Regions from separate parts of the Pan troglodytes genome. Here region 1 is linked to region 2. Evidence: chromatin contacts called from public HiChIP or PLAC-seq data. All regions are on one chromosome and are shown on one strand. The core of a region is the stretch at or near the end of the contact, and the rest is flanking DNA. Distances in the headings are between cores, read along the strand shown. Region 1 holds the start of BCL9L (BCL9 like). Region 2 holds the start of DDX6 (DEAD-box helicase 6).

Region 1 (2,705 bases), core at 150-2,649, 130 kb before region 2:
TGTGACAAATAAGATACAACACATCAGGAAGTACTCAGATGCTATGATGGGATAGGTGGTCAGAAGAGAGGGAGGTCAGTGAGGCTAGAACTATCTGGGGACCATCTGTGAGGAGGGGCAGGGGAGAGGGCCGAGGAAACAGCAGGAACAAGCAGGCTGGCTAGTGTTCTTCCTATCAGACACAGTCAATGCTTGTCACTTGCTATTAATTCTGGGTGGGTGGGGACAGTAGGAAACAGGGAAAGTGCCCTGGGATAAGGAGACCCAAATTCTAGTCCTGGGCTTACCACTTTCTAGCTGGGTAGCTCTGGATAAGTCCTTAGGTAATGCAAACCTCAATTTCCTCACCTCTGTAATGGGACCATAACCTCTTTCTTGCAGGTTTGTGGTGAACATTGAAACATGTGAAATGTTTTTAAAAAGCGCTTTGGGCCGGGTGCGGTGGCTCACGCCTGTAATCCCAGCACTTTGGGAGGCCAAGGCAGGCTGATCACCTGAGGTCAGTAGTTCGAGACCAGCCTGGCCGACATGGTGAAACGCTATCTCTACTAAAAATACAACATTAGCCGGGCATGGTGGCAGGTGCCTGCAATCCCAGCTACTTGGGAGGCTCAGGCAGGAGAATCGCTTTAACCCAGGAGGCAGAGGTTACAGTGAGCCGAGACCGCGCCTTTGCACTCCAGCCTGGGCAACAAGAGCGAAACTCCATCTCAAAAAAAAAAAAGGGCTTTACATTTTCTTTTTCATTGCCTCGATCGTCCTATAGGGTGGTGAGAGTGTGTGTGTGTGTGTGTGTGTGTGTGTGTGTGTGTGTGAGAGAGAAGCACTTTGAGGTTAGGTTAGGAGAGTTCTTTCGAGAAGACAAAGGTTTCACTTCCACAAACATTTTCTTAGCATCCACTTTGTGCTGCTGAGGATTGAGATGAAAAAACTCAGTCTGTGTCCTCAAGGACCTCATGGTCTACTAGGAGAGACATGAATAAAGAGATGCTCAGTGCATTATGGATGTGGGTGGGTAAAACGAAGAGGGGACCCAGTGCTGTGTGTGTGTGTGTGCGCGCGCGCGTGTGTCCAGGCAACTTCCACTCCTTCCAATCAGTGCAGATAGGAAGGTAGGTTTGTCAAACCTTTCCCTAGCCTGGGATGTTGTTGGCGCGTCTCCTCCCCAGTTCTCAGGAGTGAGGAGGAGAGCAGAAACCGCCCCCCCCCCCCCCCGCCCCCGGGCCAACCTGCCTCCCGCTAGCCGGCCGGGCGCCTTACCGAGTCAGACCACTGGGAGGCTGGGGGAGCCGGGTTGGGCGAGGAGGCAAGCGAGATGGGGGAGCTCTTATTTTGACAGGGGCCTCTCCGGGCTCTGGTATGAAGGCAGAAGGAGGCAGCCAGAGAGCCCCGATGCTTATTCAGGCTGGGGAGTGGAGCCGAGTGGAGGGGCAAGCGAGGCTCCGGCAGCGCAGGGGAGCCCGGGGAGGCGGCGGCGCGCGGCGGAGCCAGTGGCTGGACATGCCCCGGACCCGGGGCCGCTGCACCACCGCCGCCGCCCGGAGCCAGCCGGCCGGACGCCCGCACGCCTGGGTCCCCCGGCGCCGCGCCGCCCGGGGGCTGCGACCCGGACCCTCGGCGTCCGACCAACAATAAGCGCCCAGACAGCCCCCTCCCCACCCAGCGCCCGCCATCCCCGCGGGCTTTGGGGAAAGTGAAAGGAGGAGGCGAAGGAAGGAAGGAAGCAAGCAAGCAAGCAAGCAAGGGAGGAGGAGCAGGAGCAGGAGCCGGAGCCCTGAGGTTCGGGGCCGAGACCCCGGCCCCGCGCCCCGGCCCCGGCGGGTGTGCGCGCTCTCCCGCCGCTGCCCGGCGCCCACGACCATGCTCCGCGGTTGGGAGGCAGGAACCCAGGCACCCAGCGATCCCCGGATAGCCTCTCCCGGGCCGGGCTGGTATTGAGATCAAGGCGTCCAGGATCAAAAGATCACCGCCTGCCCGCCCCCTCTGCATCTCCAACTGGCGAGCAGGAGGACCCCCATCCACACAACGACCCTGACCTGGTCATGGCGTCCAGCTCCGGCCTGGCGTGAGGACCCCCCAATCCGCCTGAGGTGAGGGGTGGGCTGGGGGCAAGGCGAAAGTCATGCCAGGCCAGCAGAGGCGCGAGGAGGGAGATCCAGTTTGAATCGGGGAGGGGAAACACAGTCTGATTGTCTCTTGATCTCTGGCACGTACCCCCAGGCTGTTTAAGGTGTGGGGGACTCCCCCAGGGTCAGTGGAGGCTACTCTTAAGCCCCCAATCAGGTTGGCAGCTCCAGAACACCGTGGGGAGGGCTTAGGGACAGCCAGGGGACCCTGCCACCCTAGCGCAGAGAACAAGGCCGGCCTTGGGCCAGCTGGAGCAGCGAACCTTGCCCTGGGGGCTTCTGGGAGATGTAGTCCCCCTCCCAGGCTCACCAACCCCGTGGGTCTCAGCACCCCAGCCCTCCTCCTCTGGCTGATAGGAGCCTCCAGAAGGAGGTGGGTTGGGACTGGGGAGAGCTGGGGGTCACCCTTTTCTCCCAGGCACTGCCTGTGAGTAGCGGGGGCTGTGACTGAGGAGTCTCTTCTTCCAAGGCTTCTGAGTGATGTGGGCTTGGCTGGGGGGTGGGGCAGTCATACAGTTCCTTGGAGGTGTCCCTGCGCTGCTAAGGGGAGGTGGCCCCTGTCTTGATCCAAAGGAACCC
Region 2 (2,702 bases), core at 200-2,699:
TGCTTGGGAAGATATTGGGGCAAAAAAGGCCTCATACATTTTTTATTAAGAAACCATTTTCTCTCTAGGATGGGCACAAGGTGCAGGGCTATTTCCTTACATTAGTAGGTATTTTAAAACCTGGGCTGGAGACGCCATGCTGTAAATTTAAAATAAAAAAAAAAAAGTAAGGCGAACCTTCTTTTTAACCTTAAGAATAGTCTTCACTATTCTCCACCACCTTCCCACCGGCTGTGTAGAAATAACGACCACCAAATGAGAATAGGCTATTTACTCAGAGCTGGCAAGAGTCAGCCGCGACCCATCACTTGATTTAATAGACTCATAGGCAAGCAGGGGAGTGGAAAAGCTTTACATATACTGAAAAAAGGGAGAAACTTCAGGTTGGCTCTGATTGGAGGATGTTGGCATCGGGAAGTTGGAGGAGGGCTAACTAGAAGCAGGGCTTCTTACGCGATTGGTGTGAGGAGCACATTTGGCTTTCTCTGATTGGCCCAGAGCTGGAAGCAGGGGCAAGAAATAGGGAAGCTGCCGGTTAAAGATCAAGTCCTGACCCTTCTGGGTAGGAGGTCATGGGTAGGTTTGGCCATTCTTTGTATATTCAGTCTCTCAATTGGGTGAGACTTAGATTTTGTTTCTCTTGACCTAGCTAGCTTTTAGCTCCAAAGTTTTGTTTAACTTGGAAGAAGACAGCAGTTCTATTATTTCTGTCAAGGATAAACACAGACATTGGGATCTGAAAAGTAATTATGGGAACATACATAAAGATCTTCATAGTGAGGGTCAGGCAGGAGAGTCACCCTCTGCCTTAAGCTTCTCCATTTCCTTACTGAATTCCTATTTCTATTATAACTGACGCTTCACTAGCTTCCCTCCCTTTAGTGGAGGGCCCGGCCTCCTCCGCCCCTACTTTCTTCAGTCTTGCCCTTCGAGGGCAGGAGAAGACGGTTGCGCCCTACTAACTCTTCACCTTACAGTCCAGCTTCTCCCCCCACCACCCCGGTGCGCTCTCTCGGTTTGCTACCCTCTCTACCAGGCCTCCCCACTCCACCTGCGCAACGCCCCCAGCTCCCTGCTCTCCGGAGTAATCCCCCTCAGTCGCACTCTCACAGCCCGGCCCCTGCCCCCGCCTCACCCCCAGTTGTGCCTTCACCTCCCGGTTCCTCCCCGACAGGTCCCCCAAGATACGCCCTCACAGTCCGGTCCCCCGCTGTCCTCTCCCGGCGCAGCTCAAGTCCGGTGCCTTCCCCCCGCAGACCCCCGATGCGCACCCTCAAGCTCGGTGCCTCTGCCCCCCCGCAGGGGCGCCCTCAAGCCTGGTACCCTTCACATGAGAGCCCCCCGGGCGCACCCTCAAGCTCGGTGTACCCCCCCATACCACCCGCAGGCGCGCCCTCATGCCCGGAGACTTCCCCCGCCCAGGTGCACCCTCAAGCCCGGTGCCTTCCCCCACAACCAGCCCCGCCAGGCGCACCCTCAAGCCCGGAGCCTACCCCCCGCCAGGCGCGCCCTACAGGCCCGCCCCGTCCCACCGCGCAGCGCCCCCCGCGCGCTCTCTGGAGTCCTCCCTCCTGCCTGGTGCGGCCTCCGGGCCCGGTCGGCCCCCCTTCCGGCCCCCACACTCAGACGCGCGCCCGGCGTCTCCGGGCCGCTAGTTCCGCGCCTTCCTGCATGGAGGCGCGCCCCGAGAGGCTCGGACGCGGCCCCTTAGGCCCGGCATCAGCCTCCCCGGCCAGCAGGAGGAGTCAGGTCAGCTTCCTGTCCCCGAGCAGCTGCCCGGGGGCCAGTTTTCAAAACATATCCTTAGTCAGGTAATAAAGAGATGTTCCTCTGGTCTCAACTCCCGATTTTTACTTTGGACGGGCGAAGGCAGGGCTACCCTTGCCAGCCACCATTTCTCAATCACGTCGCGGCTGTGGAAAAGCAGCCGTCCTGTCCCTTCAAAAAGGAACTCGTATTTCCCCCTCGAACTTTTCTCGTCGGTGTGAGAGAAGGGCCCTCCATTTTCTCCTCAGGAAGCTTTCGCGGCCCGGCTTCCTCTCACCACCAGGCCAGGAAGGCAGTGACGCCGCGGCGAATATAGCCGCGGCGGCCGAGGTTTCGCCATCTTGAGTGGAGGAGGAGCCGCGGTCGCCGCCATGCGGAGAGGCAGGGAAAGAGGGAGGAGGAGGCGGCGGGCGGGCGAACGGGCGAGCGAGGGAGGGGGCAGAGGAGCCGAGTTAGCTCAGCCAGGCGGCGACTTCGGCGGCGCCACGAGAGCGGGCAGCGGAGGAGGTAGGGCTGGACAGCCGGGGGAGCCGGCGGCTCGAGCGGCTGGCCTGCGCGCCCCTCGGAGCGGGGCGGGGGCGGGGGCGAGAGGAGGCCGTAGCGAGAGGGCTGGGTGGGGGCGGGCGGAGGTTTCCGAGGAGGAAGGAGCGTCCGCCATTTTGGGAGCTTCGAGTCAACAATAAAGGACCGAGGGTGCCGAGCGGGAGTGGCCTCGTTGGTAGGACACGGGCCCGAGTCGCGAGGCTTGGGGTGAGGTGGTGGGGTCGAGGTCAGCGGTGCTTTGGGGGCTGTAGGGAGCCCCCCGGGCCGGCTCTGGGGGACTCTCGGGCGGAGGCCTAACGCCTGGCCGGGCCTGGGGAGGAAGGCGGTCGGCAGCTGTGTGGGGTGGGAGCGCCTGAGAGGAGGCGAATATAGGAATGTGGTGCGCAGCAGGG

What was found. HiChIP or PLAC-seq counts read pairs in DNA pulled down with a chosen protein or histone mark.
Region 1: an H3K4me3 HiChIP or PLAC-seq map of stem cell-derived excitatory neurons shows a contact between it and region 2, with 5 times the contacts expected there. The contact joins the promoter of BCL9L here to the promoter of DDX6 in region 2. A contact is called at or near these places in 1 of 7 Hi-C or Micro-C datasets (stem cell-derived neural progenitor cells), 1 of 1 datasets of contacts at active chromatin or transcription factors (stem cell-derived excitatory neurons) and 1 of 1 other capture datasets (stem cell-derived neural stem cells).

Annotation. Positions count from the first base shown.
Region 1 is chr9:120,869,904-120,872,608 of NHGRI_mPanTro3-v2.0_pri, reverse strand. It overlaps BCL9L (BCL9 like), which reads left to right and starts at 1,399. Exons shown (of 9, transcript XM_016922105.4): 1 at 1,399-2,090.
Region 2 is chr9:120,735,847-120,738,548 of NHGRI_mPanTro3-v2.0_pri, reverse strand. DDX6 (DEAD-box helicase 6) reads left to right here and starts at 1,449. Exons shown (of 14, transcript XM_054662764.2): 1 at 1,449-1,811.